Linked DNA regions of Mus musculus: regions 1 and 3 are each linked to region 2. The links are chromatin contacts, called in public HiCAR-type and HiChIP or PLAC-seq maps. All regions are on one chromosome and are shown on one strand. The core of a region is the stretch at or near the end of the contact, and the rest is flanking DNA. Distances in the headings are between cores, read along the strand shown.

Region 1 (2,967 bases), core at 73-2,572, 130 kb before region 2:
TCGATGCCGCCGTTGTTGATGCTCTCCTCAGTGTAGAAGTCAGCAAAGTTGGGCAAGGAGGCAAACATGACTCCAATCTCGTCATAAGACTGGCTGTACAGCTCCTAAAAAGAGGCAAGGTCAGCCTGGGATACTGCTGTGCAAACGGGAGGACCAGGGTTGAGTGCATGGGGAGTAGAAGCCAGCTGGCTAGTCACACTAACAGAGAGCCACAGGTTCTGCAAGAGACACTCCTTCCACATATTGGGACAAGCAGTAAAGAACCTTCAGCCTCCATGTGAACACATGCATACACGCGTGCATACACCTCACAGAGAAGGTCCAAGCACTCGAGAGATGGCTGCCTGGTAGGATGGTGAACTACGGGAGCTTCGGTTGGCCTCACAGGATGTGTGTACTCAACTGTTTGAACTCAACTTTGAATGGTTAGAATGAGAAGCACTCCTCCATGGCCCCTGCATCTGTCCCTGTCCTGCCTGCCTTTGGTGATGGACTGCCTGCCTGGAAGTGTAAGATGAAATAAACCCTTCCTCCCCAAGTTGCTTATGGCCACGGTGTTTCATCCCAATAACAGAAACCTCTCCAGGGAAGGTGAGTGGGGTGGTCAGCCACCTTGGTTTGAGAAGGTGTTATTGGCAGGAGGGGCACTCTGGTTCTGTAGGGGGTCCCGAGATGCAGCATACCAGCAATATTGTGTAGCAGAGACCCTGGGAATATCTCTTGGTTTGTTTCTGGTTATGTCCAGCCATACTTGGACTTCCAATCCCAGTTTTAAAGGGACCTTGACTCAGTGCTCCTCAGAGAAAGAATAAGCTCCACATGACATCCTCTTACCTCATCTCTCTTCTTGGACCCCAGAAAATGGCGTGCAACATGCTCAGGCAACATGTTGGTGACCAAGGCCTCGTTCCATCGGCGCATCTCGTAGACACGTTCTTTCTGGTCATGGACCTCAATCTTCCACAAGAACAGTGTTCGGGCCAGTTTTTCCACCTACAACATAGGTCAGGTGAGCTGTGTGCTCTAAAGCCATCCAGTGGAAAGGTTTAGAACGGGGTATTGAATATCGTGTAGGATAACACTGGAAGGAGGCCACTAAATGACAGAAGAGCTGCAAGGAGTCACCTAATCAAAATGACATCCCACAGTTGCATTAAGGACCTGGGCCTCTTGATACAGTAGAGATCCAAGCTGGGCTGGGGCGTAGGGGTCACAAAGAGGGTTCTGCCAGAACCAGGAGGCATCCCCATCTCTAGCAGCTCCATTTATGAAGGGATCTGAGGGAGCTGTACTTTCCTGGCAAACCACTTGGGGGCATCCAAGCTAACTGTCCTTGTATGGATACTTCCTCTTTACCGAACAGAACTTCATTAGGGCCTTTCCCTTTCTCTTCTGACTCCAAGGCTAGCATTTCAGTGAACACCCCCATCACCCATACCCGGGTGAGTGCAGAGGCCTCGAGCCTGCCTAGGGTCATCCTGGAGGAGGACAGAGGAAGAAGCGGGGCACAGCAGAGCTGGTGCATCCCATGGGCCATGTTAGGTGAAGGAGCTGCTGCTTGTTAGGTGCCTGGGCTTCTGAGTTCTAGGATAGCTTGCTGGGAGGCCCTTACCACAGAAGAGGGTGTGGCACTTACGTGGCGCGAGAAGTAGTAAAAGCTCAGCATCATGACGAACATCATCACAGTCATGGAGTACTTGGAAGGCACCAGGGGCAGCCTGCTGGACAGACGGGAGGGACCGTGAAGTGCGCCTTTGCCCCCCTCCAGCTGTGCTATTCACAATCAATCAATCGATCACGGTGGGGGGGGCTTCAGAAGCTTCCCCACCTCAGTTCCTCTCCTAGTCCCCCCCCCCCCCCTCCGCAGCATGTGACTAGGCTTGGACTTGGAATCAACAGCAGCCCTAGCTCCCCTGGCTACAGGCCATTCACACTAACCTGTTCCTCAGATGCTTAGCATCTGACACATCCAAGATATAGGATCTAAGATATACACTGTAGGATTTTGAAGAAGAGACTCCCTAGCAATGGGACCAGGCTACAATCTTGCTGTGGTGCCTTTCTAACTTTAACCATAGTTTTATGTGGACTTAGAGTTAACTTCCATCACTGTATACAACTCTGCTACATGAAGAGGCCATTTTATCTGTTACCACTGATGTCCTTTGTAATATGGATGACGAGGCTACTAGAGATCTTCTCGCATGTCTACCGTGGGGTATATATGTATGTATGAACTTCTCTAAGACGTATATAGAAGTGGAGTTTCAGGGCTATTATGGGTTTTAGAGTTTTGTTTGCGATAGGATCTCATGTGTCCCAGGCTGGCCTTGAACGGTTGCCCTCCTGCCTCCATTTCCAGTTTATGCCGTTTGGGGAGCCCCAGGCTTTTTCCATGCTAAGGCAAGCATTCTACCAAATGAGCTGTATCTCCAACCCCATAGGTCTATTCCTAACCAAATCCAAATGGCTAAAACTATACCACCACCAAGAGTGTATGAGTTAACACTGACCTTAATAACAGCTTGAAATTTTTGCCACATTGGTGGGGTATAGTGACAGTTTGTTATGGCTTTAATTTGTGTTTGTGTTTTGTTTTGTTTTGTTTTGTTTTGCTTGCCTAAATGCCCTTCACTGGTGTCCATTTAAGACTCTTTTTTTTTCCCCTGAAACTCACTCTGTAGACCAGGTTAGCATCGAACTCACAAAGATCTGCCTGCCTTTGCTTCTCAAGTGCTGGGATTAAAGGTGTGTGCCACCACTGCCTAGCCATTTAGACTTATTTTATGAAGGACACATTCAAGTCTCCTGCTTTTCCTCCATTAGCACATCTTAAATAAAATAAAATAATTAAATAAAATTAAATTAAATTTAAAAACTTCACCTCAGGGTCTGCTCTAAACCTTTAGGGTACATCTTAGAGAACTTCAGTGTTCTCGGGGAAACGAGCCTAGGAGAGCTGATCTA
Region 2 (2,783 bases), core at 195-2,694:
GGGACCTGAGGCTTGCTGATCAGGCTCCTTGGTCGGGGGTCCGGGGACCCAGCAGTCTGTGCTTGCCTACCACTGGGATTAGCAGTTTTCTGCAGGACTCCTGGGAACAGAACTGCTATTCACACTCACACTGCACCAACTCACAATATTCCCAACTCTCCTGCCTTTGTAAAACAGAGCTGGAAAATAGTCAATAGTCAATAAATGTTAATCTTCAGCAACTGTTTTGTTAACACATACATGAAGGTCCATATGTAGAACGGGAGCACGCTAAATTGTATAACAGCAATAAACACTTCCTGAGCATCTTCTAGCACAGAGCACTGGCTTACATAGTAGTATGCAAACGCTCCCATTAGAGGTCTTCTGCGTTTGGTTTAGTGAAGACTCCACTTCGGATGCCTTCCCTGTCTGTCGACCTTGGGAATTCTTAACCAACAGTTTCCCAACGTTAAGGGAAGAAAACGAGTAACTGGCATCTAAATTCATTTAGGAAAGGCCTCCCTTCCCAGATGAGAGGAAGTTTAGTAGCTAATAAGCAGCAAATGATACAGAAATGATACACTCAGAAAGATGGTATTTTTTTAAAAAAAAAGACTCCTCCGAGAAAAATGGACGTGACAATACAAAAAATTAAAAACACAAGATCTAGGGCTGTCAGTGCATGTCCCCTGAAACACACTAGGTTGTTGTGCTCTGGTGGTGGGAACATAGACTCCAGGCTGTTCAGGGCTACATTTTTTAGAATCTAACACCTCCCTGGCATCTCTTTAAACAGCAAGGCTGGCAACCACTCTCCCCAACCCGCAGGACCTCGTCCCCTCTCAGGGGAAAAACAGATTTGGTATGTAAACTGATCATTCGACATCGGAATCTAATTACTACCTTCAAATTACAATCAAAGATCAGAGGCCACCCTGACACCTTTTAGGGACAGTGACGTCAGTAAAGAGCCAGCAGCCCAAAGGTCAAAAAGGTCAAGATAGTTTTCCTCTGGAGGCCGCAAGCCCCAGTGAGCTCAGGATGCTAAACTAAGCAGAGAGGAGGCGGAGCTTCAAGCTTTTGAGTGGCGGCTCTCCTAGCCAATGGGAATGTCGCTCTCACAGCACGCGGAGGTCCTGCCCTCGCAGCACGCGGTACTCACTTTCCCCACTTCGGCGTTGCCCATGGAGATGACTTTGATGCGGAGGGACTTGGCGGGCTCCTTCCTCTTCGGCACGTTGGTCTCCATCGCCCTCGCTCTGCCGGGGCCGCGGGTTGTGGTGTCCTTACGCACCCAGCCAGCCTGGAGTCCCTCAGGCCTCCTCGCCCAATGACGGAGCCGCTGTGCTCGTCACCACCCTGGCTCCGCGGCTCGCCATCCCCACCGCTGCCTGGCCGCGGACGGACGAGGGCGGTTGGGAAGCGGCGAGCCGCGGAGGGCGAGCGGAGTCTCGCGATGACTGCGCGCCGTGACGTCATTGCGGGGCCCGGGAGGACTGGGTCTTGGGGTCCTGTTGGGCCAGTGCGGCCCGGTTGCAGGCGATTGGGGTTTCTTTGCCTGGCATCAAGATTGGTCTGTACATGGTGGCAGAAATAGAGCGGCTGTCACGGGGAGTTTTTGACATTTAGTGTAAGGCCCAGTCATGCCAAAGGCTTTTTTTTTCCTGGAATCTTCACCGATGGGTGCCTCTGCTGCCATCCTCCTCTCCGTCAGTACAGTGACTGCAGACTACAGTTTCTGCAGAGGACTGAGCCCAGGATCACAGTGGATTCTGCGGATGTCCCAGTCACCTAAAGATGGTATCCGAGCAAACGCACGCTTTAATTCTGGCACTCAGGAGGCAGAGGCAGGCGGATCTCTATGAGTTCAAGGCCAGGTGGAGCTATATTGTGCAATCCTGTTTCAAAATAAATATATAAAAACCTTTATGTATAAATTGTACATGTGTAGAAAGCTTTATGTAACTTATGCACATCCTCAGCCTACTTGTGTCATCTCACATTATCTGCCCCACTGTCTTAGGGTTACTGTTGCTGTGAAGAAACACCATAACCAAGGCAACTTGGGGAGAAAAGGGTTTAACTTGGCTTACACATCAAAAAAAATTTGGACAGGAGAGATAGGAAAGGAAGCTGGGGGCAGGAGCTGATGCAGAGGCTGTGGAGGAGTGCTGCCTAGTGGCTTGCTCCTCATGGCTCCGTTCAGCCTGCTTTCTTACAGAAGTGAGTTTCTTGGCTTCTACCCAAAACCCAAGAAAGCCAGCATAACTACTCAATACAAAGTAAATGCTATTACAATGTAAATATCATTCTTATGTAAATAGTTGTTAGTCTATATTGTTGTCCTTTAGGGAATAATCACACACAAAAAAGTATCTGTTTAGTACATAATCACCCCTCCCCTGATTATTCTTAATGGACGGTTGCTTCAATCTGCAGACAGCCTGCAAAGGCTTCATCGAAGAAGGTAGCATCAGATGAGAATTGGGAGTCTGACCCTGGTTCTGGAAAAGGACCTTGAACAAGACTCTTTCCTGGTTGAAAACCAGAGTTGCCTTTTGGAGCAGAGGCAGTGTGTGTGTGTGTGTGTGTGTGTGTGTTAATTTTCCCTCTCTGGCATCAGTCTAATGGCCCCCATCCTCAGGAGGAAGACTGGCTGGATAGTTCTTAAGGTTTGTCCAGCTCTGTGATGGTGTGGGATTCTCACAGCTGCCAACATCCAGGCTTAACCCAGAATCTTGTTCCCTTTCCCCTTACCTGACAAGATAAGGTAGATAAGGTAGAATCATAAATTTTACGAT
Region 3 (2,781 bases), core at 62-2,561, 75 kb after region 2:
CAGACGCAGGTTGCGCCCGTGTGGCTCTCTGGTTTTAATTACCCAGGGCAAATGGCTGCCTCACTCTGAGCAGTGAGAAATCAGGAACAAGAAGGAAGGATTAAATAAGTCAGCACTTGGTCAAGAGACTGAATAACAAGCAGCCATTAGAGTTCCAGGGAAGGATACGTACTGAGAAGGTGAGGGCATGTCTGACACAAGATGAAAGTAAGCTTTGACAGTGCCCTGTGGGATCCAAATTTCAAGCATGTGTTTTAAACATTTGAAAACAAGGAAACAGACAGAGAGCAAATGCCCCTCCCCATGTCCATCACGATTTCTGAACAATGTGATTACAGTATTTTACTTTATAAATTTGTCTCTGAGCATGATGCCTTTTAAAAATAGAAACAAGGGACCAGGAGATTATGGATCTCCTCCCTGGTCAGTGGCTTGAGTTTCCATTAGGTGTCCTACCTGTCACGAGCCAATTCAAGTCTTGCCTCTTTAGGTGCTTTTCTGGGTTTATCCAACTCTCATAGCTTCAGCTTGATGGACCCCCTTGAACTCACTGGGCCACACCAGCAACTCTGGGGGGGGGGTGAAGGGGTCCTCTCTAACCCAACTAAAGGACAGGATCCTTGATGGCAGCCTGTGTTTATATTTAACTTCCTTCTCCTGGCCAAATGGTTCAGCAACACTGTACAGCTGCTGGAGTTTAAGCAGTGTCCATTGAACACAAGCTGGGTCCTTGTGGGACGCACTGCATGGGGGTGACCCGCCTTTCTCTCTGAACTTTGTCCCATTTCCTCCAATTCATCTAAAAGGGCCGTCTGTGCCATTAGCCCTGAGTTAGACTTTATTGTGAATTGTTTGGTTGTTTTTTAAAATTCCATTTACTTTGGTAGGGACGAACAAGTCTAGCCTTTGTTTTTACAGGGAGATTATAGAAGAAAATAAATATGGGCTATTTTGAGTAAAAAGGCTTTGTGTATGTGTGAATGGGGATGATGGAGCTGATGTTTTTAAGACAGAAAATAAGAGCCAAGAGGAGAGGACTTCCTTGGGTCTCATGCTGATCAAAAGCAGGTGAAAGCAGGCACACTCATGTCAGTAAGCCTTCAGGCCTGTTGGGCTCAGAATACTGTACAGAGGTCAAGGTTGCAGGACACGAGACCTGGACAATTTAGTTGCTTTAGAGGAAGAAAAGATGAATCACTGAAATAACAGCCTGAGCTCTGCCTGGAAGACTCAGTGCAAAGTATGCCTTCTCGCAGACTCCAGCTGGCAGAGAGAGGCGTTAGGGAAGGAGGGCCAGCCTGGGCCAGGCCCTGAGTCAGGGTGGGCAGAGAGGAAGGAATGACTGCTGGCAGAGAGAGGCGTTAGGGAAGGAGGGCCAGCCTGGGCCAGGCCCTGAATCAGGGTGCTTATTGCTGCTGGTCACCACCCACACCAGCTGGTACCCAGGATCCCTGTCACCTCATTTGCTGCATGTCCCACCCTCTGTCCCTTTTGCTCTCTGCCATTGGCCTGAGCCTTCTGAGGTAGAGAATTAAGCAAGTGTCTGAATTCAGTGGAGGATGGCTGAGGAATAGGGTGACACCCCAGCCCCACCCCCCTTGAATGGGCTTCCCTGGTCAAGTGCTAAGTGCAAGGGTTGAGATTTTTGATGCAGAAATGGAGCCATGCTAACTCTTCAACTGGGAGTAAACTAAACCAGAGTTGCCTTAATGCTCCCTCCTTCAGAAATGGATGAGAAGAAGACGACTGGCCAGTGGCTGGACAGACAGGAGAGAGCCACGCATCAGGTTTAAACCCAGCGTCAGAGAACAATGCAGAATGAGCCTGGGGAGCCGTTGAGGATGCATTCCAGTTATAGCAGTGAGGGGGCTAGGGAGCCTCCTGCCAGAGTCATACACACGCTGTGAGCTCTTGGGCAGTTTGAGCTCTCAGACCCTGCCTCTATCTTCCCGGGTCTCGACAGGCTCTGTGTGAAATACTTATGAAATCTTGGCCTAGTTTTTAACCCAAAGCAGTCAGTAAACCCTGGGGTTTGTTGGATGTTAAAGATGAGCCTAAGGGAGCCAGAGGCAGCAAGGCAAGAAGACAAGAAATTCAAAGGAGACTGCCTGCCTTGTGTTTTGGAGGACCTGCAGGTCATATGGACTGGGAAGAAGGTGTCACCAGAGAAGGCCTAGATTTTTGAAAAGTTTGCAATGTTTAGCAATGCTTAGGATTGGGATATTGTTTTTATCTTCCACTTGTCACAGGCAGTTCTGGCCAAAGGGACAGATTGGTCAAGAACACAGGGTGGGGGCAGGCAGGAGAAAAGGCTGCAGTGGGCAGAAGTTGGCAAGGCTGAGAATCCCAGCACTGAGACCAGATGATGCTGCCAGTAACCCCGGGCTGTTCGCCATCAGATCTACAACAGCCAGAGCTGGGCCCGTGCTCTCACCGTGACTGCACACCAGACCCTCAGGAAAGGGTCATCTGGTGAGATGGCTCTGGACATGCAGAGGCCAGGGAGGAGGCCAGGGTGTGCAGTGTGTGCTGTGCCGGAAGGAGTACCCCAACCCCTGGCCACCGTCTCCAGCATGCCTGCTTCATCATGTCCTCGAGAAATGAGCTCAGTGCCCACCCCCCACCACACACCATGGGTGGGAATCATCTATGCACATGTCCTGTGAGGAGCCCTTGCATCGGGCCTGAGGAATCCTAGGGGAGGAAGGAGGAGGGGACCAGGGCAGTCTGGCCATGTTTAATTTTCAAGTTGTTGGGTGCTACTGAAGCCTTGTTAACTGG

The links. HiCAR-type assays count read pairs that join an accessible place to other places. HiChIP or PLAC-seq counts read pairs in DNA pulled down with a chosen protein or histone mark.
Region 1: an H3K4me3 HiChIP or PLAC-seq map of bone marrow-derived macrophages shows a contact between it and region 2, with 3 times the contacts expected there. The contact joins the enhancer-like site here to the promoter of Dnajc27 in region 2. A contact is called at or near these places in 1 of 39 promoter capture datasets (hippocampal neurons), 10 of 484 Hi-C or Micro-C datasets (the 3T3-L1 cell line, 3T3-L1-derived adipocytes, the C10 cell line and 7 more), 2 of 115 datasets of contacts at active chromatin or transcription factors (bone marrow-derived macrophages and embryonic stem cells) and 2 of 9 other capture datasets (adipose tissue and pancreatic islet).
Region 3: a contact with region 2 is called in a HiCAR-type map of astrocytes, with 4 times the contacts expected there. The contact joins the enhancer-like site here to the promoter of Dnajc27 in region 2. A contact is called at or near these places in 10 of 39 promoter capture datasets (the 3T3-L1 cell line, 3T3-L1-derived adipocytes, the HPC-7 cell line and 6 more), 33 of 484 Hi-C or Micro-C datasets (the 3T3-L1 cell line, 3T3-L1-derived adipocytes, B cells and 22 more), 7 of 115 datasets of contacts at active chromatin or transcription factors (astrocytes, bone marrow-derived dendritic cells, bone marrow-derived macrophages and 3 more) and 2 of 9 other capture datasets (adipose tissue and pancreatic islet).

What each region holds. Positions count from the first base shown.
Region 1 is chr12:4,207,331-4,210,297 of GRCm38.p6, reverse strand. It overlaps Adcy3 (adenylate cyclase 3), which reads right to left. Exons shown (of 21, transcript NM_138305.3): 15 at 1,637-1,721; 16 at 835-993; 17 at 1-104. It also overlaps a transcript of Cenpo not described here. Among named protein-coding and RNA genes, the nearest start is that of Cenpo, 25 kb to the left of the region's middle. Within about 2 kb of position 1,322, at least 38 of the 459 cell types and tissues checked have an H3K27ac peak or open chromatin away from gene starts, as enhancers often do. A contact at or near this core is called in the HPC-7 cell line, adipose tissue and bone marrow-derived macrophages, where this site is marked.
Region 2 is chr12:4,081,235-4,084,017 of GRCm38.p6, reverse strand. Dnajc27 (DnaJ heat shock protein family (Hsp40) member C27) reads right to left here and starts at 1,444. Exons shown (of 7, transcript NM_153082.4): 1 at 1,145-1,444. The coding sequence starts at 1,231.
Region 3 is chr12:4,005,926-4,008,706 of GRCm38.p6, reverse strand. The region is part of intron 1 of Efr3b (EFR3 homolog B); the gene reads left to right. Among named protein-coding and RNA genes, the nearest start is that of Efr3b, 32 kb to the left of the region's middle. Within about 2 kb of position 1,311, at least 69 of the 459 cell types and tissues checked have an H3K27ac peak or open chromatin away from gene starts, as enhancers often do. A contact at or near this core is called in adipose tissue, astrocytes, brain and 5 more, where this site is marked.